Linked DNA regions of Mus musculus: region 1 is linked to region 2. Evidence: chromatin contacts called from public Hi-C data. All regions are on one chromosome and are shown on one strand. Each heading gives the region's core, a stretch centred on a gene start, on an enhancer-like site or on the middle of the called end of the contact. The rest is flanking DNA. Distances are from core to core; before and after follow the strand shown.

Region 1 (5,102 bases), core at 2,488-4,987, 380 kb after region 2:
ATCTCCCAGTGGTGTGGGGCTATGTGGCTAGGCCATGGGAAGGGGCTGCAGGGGGGCTAGCATATGTACTCCTTTGTGTAACAGTTAAAAACAGGAGTGCCCTGACCTGTTGTAATAGGATGGCCCACCCCATCCCCTTGGGAAAGAAAGATTAGGATCACCTCTCCTCACAGACTGAACGGTCCTGTGGAGGTCAGATGAAATAAGGTACCGCTTGTTAGAGAGGCACTTAGAGAAACAGAATGCTCCATTTGGAGTAACTATCTGCAGATATTTGGGTATCCATTGCACAACGTATAAAGCCCTTTCACTGTGTCTTATTTGAATCACTCAACAACCCTATAAGGGAACAGTGGTTGAAGAGATTATTATCCCCATCCTATGTAGATGTCCAAGTCACACGGGAAAGTCATTCAGATAAGCAGGGAGCAAAAAGGAGGATCACCTTCCTGCTCCCTTGCATGACCTTCCTTCGCAGACTTTCTCTCCCCTTTCAGCCCATTAAGTCCAAGTGCTCCCAGCGGGAGTATATTTATATTTATATCCATTTCCCTCCTGCTCCATGGTCCTTCCTTTGATGGTTTTATATACTTCCACGGAGTGTGGCTGCAGTAGACATTCAATATGTATTTGTTAAACAAGTGACTGAAGGAAAGAGACCCAAAGTCAGTCTTCTGAACCCACAGGCAGGCCAGGCTCCTTGCTCCCCTCAGCTGCTGCTCGGGTACTCTCCTCGTGCACGTGAAACTCTGCCCAGCAGCCATCCCGAGGTGCCCACTGCATAACTGCAACAGCAGGCACAAGGCCACACTAACAACTAGGCCCTAGTTACGAGGGTCTCCTGAGTGGCCACTGTCCCCAGACATCACCAGACGCTTTATACAATTCTTCTACTTAAGCTCCTCCATCTGTAGAACAAGCATGATTAGCCCTAGTTTGCAAAACTCCTGAAGGTGAGTGACAGTAAGTGATTTACCCAAGAGCAAACCCCCAGTCAGTGCTTCGTTTATCTGATCAAAGGCAAAAGCATCCTGGCTAATCTAGGGTTATCTGCCCCCATCAGTACTACTGAAGACAGGTTTTGTTTGGGTGGTTCTTTGCTGTCCGTGCGCTGTAGGATATCTAGCAGAATGTAAGATCTGACTACAAACTAGAAGCCTACAGCAAACTGTTTCATGAGTTATGACAATCAAAAAAAAAAAAAAAAAAAAAAAAGGTCTCCAGACATTGCCAGATGCTCCCTGGAGTGTGAAGCAGTATTGATTGCTCCTGGCTGAGAACCACTGTGCTATCCTAGGCTGCCTACCTCCAGAGACAAGGCCAAATGCAACCAGGAGAACTCTAGAAAGTAGATCCCCTAGTTCACTCACTCTGGGTCTGAGGTTCACAAGCAGCAAGTTTTCATACTTGTTACCTCACTTCTTTCTGTAGCTCTAGCTCATCCCAATACCCCTCTCTTGCCTTGAAGGACATTCAAATATAGTTGGACAGAACTGCCAATAACTGTTGTATTGGCAGCCCATGATACAAGGACGAAGTCCAGCCTCCACAACCTTACAGATAGCACCGAATGCTAGCAATATATTCTGAAATAGATTAGCACAGAAATCACCTACCTACAATACACCATTCTCCCTCTCCACACTCCTCCAGATGTCCCTGAGCAAGCAAATGACTAAATGTCCAGTTGATGACTGAAGGAGACAGAAGAGAATTTGAAAAATACAATAAGCATTGAGCTGAGTATGCTGGATAGGCTTATGTCAATCTGATACAAGGTCAGGTCATCTGGGAAGAAGACATCTGAATTGAGAAAAAGGACTCCAAAGGACTGGACTGTAGGCAAAGCTGTCTGGGAATTTTCTTGGCTGACAACTGAGATGAGAGAACCCAGCCCATTGTGGACAGTGCCACTTCTGAGAAGGTGGTCCCTGGAGTGTACAAGCAAATGAGCTGAGCAAGCCAGGGGGAGCAAGTCAGTAAACAGCATCCCTCCATGGCCTCAGCGTGAGTTCTGCCAAGTTCCTGCCCTACATTCTCATCCTGACATTCCCTTAGTAATGGACTGTGATCAGGACTGTAAGCTGAAATAAGCCCTTTCTTCCCCAAGCTGCTCCTGCTCATGGTGTTTTACCACTGGAGTAGAACCCCTAACTAAGATGCTGGGCATAGGGTTTACCTTGTGATGCTTCAAGAGTATATCAAAGGAGATTGTGGTGTTTTGAATATGCTTGGCCAAGCAGGGGCACTATTAAGAAGTGTGGCCTTTTTGGAGAAAGTGTGTCATTGTTGGGGTGGGGGTGGGGCTTTAAGACCCTCCTTCTGGCTACCTGAAGCCAGTCTTCTACTGTTTGCCTTTGGAACAGGATGTAGAACTCTCAGTTCCCCCAGCACCATGTCTGCCTGGATGCTGCCCTGCTCCCCCCTTGATATCATGGACCGAACCTCTGAACCTGTAAGCAACCCCCCAACTAAATGTTGTCCTTTATAAGAGTTGCCTTGGTCATGGTGTCTCTTCACAGCAATGAAACCCTAAGGAAGACAGAGATGTTTTCCTTTTCTGCAAAAAGAGGCAAGAGGATTCCTCTCTTCCCAAATACCTACTGATATTTACTCAAAGAATCACACACAAAGTGTGTGGTTATTTCAAAGTCTTCCTTTTCTATGATCTGGACTGACAATGATTTGTCTTCCTATACAAGCAGGATGGAGTTATTACCTAAGTTTGAGGAACAACACAGTGAGTAAGACATACCATAACCTAGATTCAACAACGGCTTACATTTGGCCATGTCTCTTATATCTCTAAGGGAGATAGAAGTTTTGATGAAGAGTAAGATATTTTAAAGGCTTTGTACTTAACTCCAAATATATATATACATACATAATTTTAATGGGGAAATAGGTCCTATACACTGGAAAAGGCTAAACAATAATACGGTGCCACTAACTCAGTGAGAATATAGACACTGAGGTTTTACAGAGGTAGTCATAAACTGTAAACGCTTTCAAAAAAGACAGAACACTAATCTTGAAGAACGTGTCGGATTTGGAGGCTATGGAGTAGGATAGGAATGAATCAGTAATAATAAAAATGCCTCAGACAATGGGGAGGGACACTGACTACAACTGAGTAGCTAAGCATGGACTTGACACATAGACACCAGGGAGTTACTGCAGGTTCATAAACCAGGCAGTCACAAGTGAAAAAGTGTGTTAGGGAGTGTTATGAGCCTCAGGTACACGGCAGAGGTGAGACAGACTTTGGGATGAGAAAGGGGGCTGTAAAAGGAGTCCAAGGCGGGTGGGTTCTGCCCTCGGGCAGTCACCCTGAGGATAAGCAACAGGTTCACTATGCAGAACTGTGCAGCAAGGTTTGATAGAGAGGAGGGAGATCCCTAGAATTAATGCCAAGGCCTTAAACATCGCGACTGGGAAAGAGAACATGCCATGTAGAGAATGGAGACAGTGAAGAGGATGCTGTGGTTTGTGGGGCTGGAAATACACAGAGAAAGCTCAGCTGAACTGAGCTGAGCTTGGCCAAAGCCCAGCTAACAGCATCTTTCCCATTGAAACCGTCTGGATGCGGAATCAAAGCTCAACAGAGAGTTGGACAGAGCTCCCAGCAACTCCTTTTTCCTTTGCCTTTTTCCTAAGAAGGAGTTTCTCTCTTTTGCTCACCAGAGCTAAGCTATGAGTTGTGTTATGGAGCCTACTCTTCTGTCTCGTCTCTGGGATCCCACGCAGCCACTTCTGTCTCCACAGCTAGCTCACGCTCGTGCTCTCTCTCTCTCACCCCCAAACTACCTAGGACAAAACCTCAAAGCTCCTTTTCTGACAGCAGTGCTCCACCCTGTCTCTTGCTGATAAACTACAAGTGCCTATGTCCTGTTTGCCATCCCAGTTGCTGACCCTGAGTGCCCCTTCTGATCCTGTGCTCCCAGAATCAGCTCCAAGGGTTTGGTTTTTCTATTCCTCCTGCTCAGCCTGTCTGCCCCATCATCACATCAGAGCTCACACAGCCTTCCTGTGGTCTCCAGGATCCAGAATCCTTTCTGCCATCCCCAAAATAAGACCTCCTAGCCCTTCTTCCCCCAACTCTCTCCTTCTGGAAGCATCAACTACACCATGCTTCCAAATCATCAGGACCACTCCTAGCCATCCGTGCTTGAATCCACATGTCTGGCTCCAAAATGACTTAGATGTCCACATCCAATTCTTCAAATGCAAACATGCTCTGAGCTGAGAACATCAGTCATCAGGGATAGCCCATCCTTGAGCTCTCAACCCAGCTATTTCTCACCACATCACTTATGTCAGGAAAACCCAGCATTTCTACCTGTCACGATGTCTCTCAGAGTTAGCCCTGACCCTCCATCCTTTCTGCCATCTATACAGGGCAAGCCCCCCAGCCTCCACCTCATTCTTGGATGACCTCAGCATCTCCCTTGATCTTACCTTTATTGGTTTTTTTTTCCACGCCATTAATAATATCTCCACTGGACTAATCTTTCCAAACACTACTTATGATGTCTTTGCTCAAACACCAGCAATGACTCCCGTTTTCCCTTGAATCATGTCCAAACTCCTCTTCAGAAGGTTTCAGGACTCTCTTATTTGTTCCTATTATTTATTCTTAGCCAACCCTGTCCCTCACCCTTACTAAGTTACCCCTTCCCCCTCAGTCAGCCCATTTTCCTCAAAAACCCATCCTTTTAATCTTTGCCCAATCTCCCTGCCCCGCCCACTTCAAAGACCAGCCTAGGCACTGCCTTCTCTGGTTCTGACAGCTCTTAACTCGAAGTTAACCTTTAGCCATCAGTTAATTAGCCATCTGTAAGTTCTTGAGGACAGAAACTACTGTGACCATTTCTTCTGTGTGTTCCACAGCACCCTGGACAGCACAAGATTGCCAGTAGGTGTTAGAAAGTCCTTGTTGTTCAATCATTTCTGTCCCAGTCCTGCAATAACCTACCTCTTTTTCAGCCTTGCAACCATTCCCAGTAAAAGGTTAAGATTTCATTAAAATTTAAAGTCTGTAACAAAATAAAAAAAGAAAAAAGAAAAACTCTGTAACATAGTTTGTCAGGCTTGAAATAGAA
Region 2 (5,345 bases), core at 2,138-4,637:
TACGATGCCATTCTGTCTCTAAGCCATTCTGCTGGGCCAGACAGTCCGTGTGCCTGTGCTCTCTTCTGAAGGATGGGGAAGGAGGCTGGAGGGAAGGCTGGTTGCAGGCTCTGCCCTCACACAGAAAACAGAAAAGAAGCACTGGCCTGCTGCCCTAAGGAAGCCTTAAGTCTCCCACGAAGAACCGTGGTCACTGTGTGCCCTCTCCAGAGACCTGGGTAGCAGGGACCATGAGGGGAACATGTGAGGAGAACCTTGGGTCTGAAAGATGGAATGGCTTTCACTTTGGGGAAGCTGGAGTCTGCAAGATTCTGCTGCTGTCTCTAAACATAAATGGAACTGAATTTTCCTCTGCAATTACACCACTTTCTACAAGTCCACTAACTAGCCTTTTGTCCTTTTTATCAGATGAACAACCGACGATATATTCAAAAGACAGAAAACCTCTACCCCCTACACTGGCTTCCTATAGAAATGATATTATTTTTAGAATATAGGCATATCCTTATATAAGAAAGAGAAAACCCAACTGACTTAGTGTTTTGTATAATCTGATTACTGAACTCTTTCAAAACTAGAGTTTGAAAATCCACTGTCTTGGTTAACTTCAGAAGTACTCACAGGTCTCTACAATTCAAGATGTCATTGAGTTTAATACATTTTTTTGGTGTGTGGCTATTTTCTGTCAATAACCCTGTGATTTTCACAGCTACAGTAGTCAAGGAGATGGAAGATACCAATGGGTGTATAGATCACGGTATCCTCAAGACCTCCATCCTGGACCCAGCAAGTGAGAAGCCCATAGGAGGAGGGATTTGCTCAGGAGGGATGGACAGAGCTGCCCAGTGCCCGAGGTGATAATCTCTAAGAGTTTGCAATGGTAGCTGGAGGTGAACAATAGTGACAACTTATTCCCACATCCTTTTCTTTTTATCTCTGTCCCTGAACAAACATGTAGAATTCTGTGGGATAGGACACATGATCTTGGGCCAGCAATGGTGGGGTGGGCTCATCTGAGGCTCTGCTGTAGAGAAAAGGGTTCAGATGAGGGTTGCCCACTGTTAGAAGTCCTCTGGTCAGGAGAGAGGGTTGGGTGGGAGGGGAGGTACCTTCAGGAGCAGCTGGTACTTGGTAACCCTCTGGACAGGCTTAATTAGGTAGGAGGAGATGGAGTTGGCCAGGCCATGCCGCTGCTGGATCTCCTACAGGATGAAAACAGACATAATGAGACAGAGAACAGGGTGTGTGTGTGTGTGTGTGTGTGTGTGTGTGTGTGCACATGTGCTCTAAAAGGAGGAAGAGAAGATAAGGAGAAAGAAAAAATAGACAAAGGTAGACATTCATAAGAAAATGTTCTTTAGTAGGAGGTGGAAAGAGAGAGGCAGGGGGAGAAGAGGGGCAGAAGAGGGGGGGAAGGAGAGGGGTGGGGGGAGACAGAAAGAGAGAGGGGGAGGGGGAGAGAGAAGAAGAAGGAGGAGGAGGAGGAGGAGGAGGAGGAGGAGGAGGAGAAACGAGAGAGACCAAGAGAGACAGACATGCAGACTCTGAGAGAAGTTGAGAACTGGCCGCAAAAAGGGAGAAGGTTTTAGGAAAGAAGTGGGTTCATGAGACAGATGAAGAAACTGGACAGCACTGGGGAGATCACAGGATAAAGGCGAGAGAGTCAGTAACAGACTGATGGGGAGCAGAGGTGAGAAGGAGCAGGGTGAGAGGGGAGAGAGGTGGGAGAGTAGGAACTAAGTCAAGAGGTTGGGAAACAGGCAGTACAGGGGCCAGGGAGAGCGGGGAGACTCAGAAGGAGTCTTGTCTGTCATCACCCTCCCATAAACAAGGCTCTTCCTAGCACGCCCAGCTGGGATTTGGCACAACCCAGCCTAGATCACTATTCTGTCTCTTCCACATTTCTCACTACAGTCACCTCTCGAGTCCCTCAGGGCTTCTGAGTTGGAAACCAGAGTCATTCTTAGCAATACCCCCACTGTTATACATGGTGAGCATCCCCACAGATCACACCCCAGTCAACAGGATGGCTTTTAGGTGATGTTGGTGCCTCTGGTCTCACCTATTAATCACCCTTGTGCCCAACCTCAAACTGAGCACCTTCCGAGTCTTGGTGTAGAGAGGACAGGAAAGGGCATAGATTAGTCCTGTACCCAAGAGCTGAGACTGTGTAACACATAGAGGCTAGAGAACTGCAAAGGACACAGAGTCTGTCACAGCCAATAAAAAGATAGCATTGGGAAGGGAGGTTAGCGAGATAAAGCCTGGACCAACACAATTATCACTGTTAGGAGATGAGGACTATGCCTCAGCACAGAGGAAGGGAGTAAAAGAAAGTAGGTTCAGGAGTCGGAAAGGAACCAAAGCAGGAGCGGAGAAGCAGAGCTGGGTCGGCTACTGATGGAGCAGGGTTGGGGGAAACAAAAGGGGTTTGAAGGCAAGGTTTTCAGTGCAGAATAGTGTAGATCTGAAAGAGAGCAGATACGCACTGACCACTTCAGAGGAGCTAACAGTGCCTGACCGCAGCAGAGCAGAAAGAGACTGGAAACAGACAAACTAGGAGGTTCTAACAAGAGCCCGGGCACAGAGATAAAAAGGCATCATATGATTGAGCAATGCCATCCCCAAGATGAAACCAAGAAAAATGAAAAGTCATGTCTGTGCAGGGATGACCCAAATACCTATCAGCTGATCAATGGAGCCTGTGGCAAAAAGATATATATATATATATATATCCCATTTATATGAAGCTATAGATATGGAAAATGGGCTAGTGATTACTAGTGCTTTTGTGGGGTGGGGGGAGGGGTCTGTTAATAACTAAAATGCGTATAATTATTTTTTCTGGGGAGTATATGTGTGTATGTACATGTTCACTTGTGTGTACATGCACATATGTGTATGTGAAGATCAGAGGTCCATTCTAGGATCACAGATGACTTTACTCTTAAGCTGTAGTATAGTATTTTATATCCAACGTATGGTAATTGAGAGAGTAGTAAAATAAAAAAGATATTTAAAAATTGAGAGACTTCCAGCAGAAGACATTGGTGATAGTTATGTTTCTCCTAGGAAGGGTAGATTTTTAGAGTATCCCAAACTGACCGGTGGATCAAGAACACTGAATAGCACAGTTCAGCATTAGAAAGGAAAACACATAGTGTCCTGTTTCTTGCAGGTGACATATTCCATAACCATTTAACACATTTAGGAAATGCTGGGTCAATCTGCTATCTTGACTGTAAGATGCCAACGCCTTGAAGTGACCAAGTGGACACAGCACATCCCTTTCCCAAGCTTCCCTACAAGAGCTGCACTGCTGGAGAGAGCGACAGACTTTGCGTGGCTGTGGGCACACCTGGCTGTACACTGCCCTCTGGGGTTTGAATCAGAGTCTGCATGGCTTGGGAATGCTTCCTGGGTGATGCTAACAGATCATCTGGGGCAACTGCTCTAGACTGACAAGCTGACAACTGCCAGGTGACAAGGCTTGTGTCACCTGTGTAGGACTGAACTCACCAGGAAGGTCTAAAAACTGGCACATTTCTTGGCTTATCCTGGATATTCCAGCTCAGCACTCAGAAGATACTCACTACAATCTCAGTGTCATGGCTGCGGGTGAGTGGAATATGAGCTATTTGCTTTTAAGACTCGGAGCTCATGAAGGTGATAGGTTAAGTTAGGATGATCTATTATTCCTCCATCTCCTTTACCAGAAACTGATTAGAAATAGGGGGCCTGGCAGTGATGGTGCATGCCTTTAATCCCAGCACTTGGGAGGCAGAGGCAGGTGGATTTCTGAGTTCGAGGCCAACCTGATCTAAAGAGTGAGTTCCAGGACAGCCAGGGCTACACAGAAAAACCCTGCCTCGAAAAACCAAAATCCAAAAACAAACAAACAACCCCCCCCCAAAAAAGAAACAAAAGAGAGAGAGAGAGAGAGAGAGAGAGAGAGAGAGAGAGAGAGAAAGAAAGAAAGAAAGAAAGAAAGAAAGAAAGAAAGAAAGAAAGAAAGAAAGAGGGACACAGAGAACATAGGACTATTGGAAATATAATACAGTACTAGGCACGGAGACCTGTACAAACAGGAATCAAGAGTACATTACCAGGTTTCAAGGTTCTTGGATGGAACATGTGTGTGCAGGAAGGTATGTTTATTGGTGAATTGCCACACATTCTATGACAGAGACACAAAGCTCAGGGCATGCCCACGGTGTGGGGTTTGTGCAGGAGGCAGCGTTTGACTTTGTGAAGAACAGGAATGACATGTATGTATATATATATTCAGGTGTTTATGTGTGGATAGGTGTCTCTGTGTGGACAATCTTAGGCAAAGGAAATGCTGGACAAGCATAAACACAGAGGCATCGAAAGCATGTTGAGGGCACAGAAATTGTGTTATTAAGATGCTGAGTGAAAGAAGGAAGGGCGCAATCCATTTACAACTTCAAAAAGACCCTTCTGGGTAACTCTGATGACTAACCAACCAGAGACATCTTAAGGAAATGCACCGTCAATCAAGGGAAGCATTAGTACAGAGAATCCAACATAATATCCAGCAAATCCTGGTATCAGCTGAGAGAAGTTCCTTTCTTAGACTTTTATTTTACCCCAGCAATTCCAATTTCAGACACCTGAGGCCGTTTACAAATGAATTCTATTTTAAAAAGCCATATATGTTTGCTTCTTACCTAGCTTCTCCCACTCAAACTACCCCTTCATTGAGCAACAAGATCCCCATGGAATCAGTCTGCTCTGGTGGTGTCTGCCTAGAATGATGCTCCGGAGGTTTATTTTGTAATGTGGAGTGCAAGACCCCGGTTTCAACGCCTTTGTTTTCTCCTAGGGGCTTAGCCTGCTGCCTTACATGCAATAGACGATGCCCCAGGAGCAATGAATTCAGCGAGGCTGTCACACATTGCTAAAGGGGCTTCTGCCACTTCTGACAGGACTAGCAGAGGCCATCAGTGTTAGTCTGTTGCTCTCTGACTTTCATTTTTCCTTATTTTTAACTTTCTGTCTCACACATCCCTTGTGCCCTTCAGTGCCTTTTGATCTGTTTGCTTTCTGACCAATAGGCCATACCAACACTAAATGGATCTGTCCCATTGACCTCCCACCCATGACTGTTCTCATTCAGCACCCAAGGTCCTGAGACAGCAGAGGATCCCAGCCTTCCCATCTCTTGATGTTCACGACAACGGTGCTCAGCTCTGGCTGTACAACATCTGCCCCCCTCAGTACTAGCCACATATCATAGCATTGGGCCAACTCATCGCATCTCAGAGGACCCAGGACTCAGGATTTATCAAAGATGGCTGGTAAATTCCAGTGTGAAGCCACAG

Evidence for each region. A called contact is a pair of places that touch in the nucleus more often than the background predicts.
Region 1: a contact with region 2 is called in a Hi-C map of cerebral cortex, with 5 times the contacts expected there. The contact joins two enhancer-like sites. A contact is called at or near these places in 6 of 39 promoter capture datasets (the 3T3-L1 cell line, embryonic stem cells, liver and 2 more), 1 of 15 datasets of contacts at CTCF or cohesin (the NIH/3T3 cell line), 3 of 484 Hi-C or Micro-C datasets (cerebral cortex, cortical neurons and embryonic stem cells), 12 of 115 datasets of contacts at active chromatin or transcription factors (craniofacial prominence, embryonic basal ganglia, embryonic forebrain and 5 more) and 2 of 9 other capture datasets (adipose tissue and embryonic stem cells).

Annotation. Positions count from the first base shown.
Region 1 is chr16:34,565,319-34,570,420 of GRCm38.p6, forward strand. It overlaps a transcript of Kalrn not described here. Among named protein-coding and RNA genes, the nearest start is that of Kalrn, 54 kb to the left of the region's middle. Within about 2 kb of position 3,738, at least 4 of the 459 cell types and tissues checked have an H3K27ac peak or open chromatin away from gene starts, as enhancers often do. A contact at or near this core is called in cerebral cortex, where this site is marked.
Region 2 is chr16:34,181,549-34,186,893 of GRCm38.p6, forward strand. It overlaps Kalrn (kalirin, RhoGEF kinase), which reads right to left. Exons shown (of 60, transcript NM_177357.3): 28 at 1,110-1,202. Among named protein-coding and RNA genes, the nearest start is that of Gm41448, 64 kb to the left of the region's middle. Within about 2 kb of position 3,388, at least 2 of the 459 cell types and tissues checked have an H3K27ac peak or open chromatin away from gene starts, as enhancers often do. A contact at or near this core is called in cerebral cortex, where this site is marked.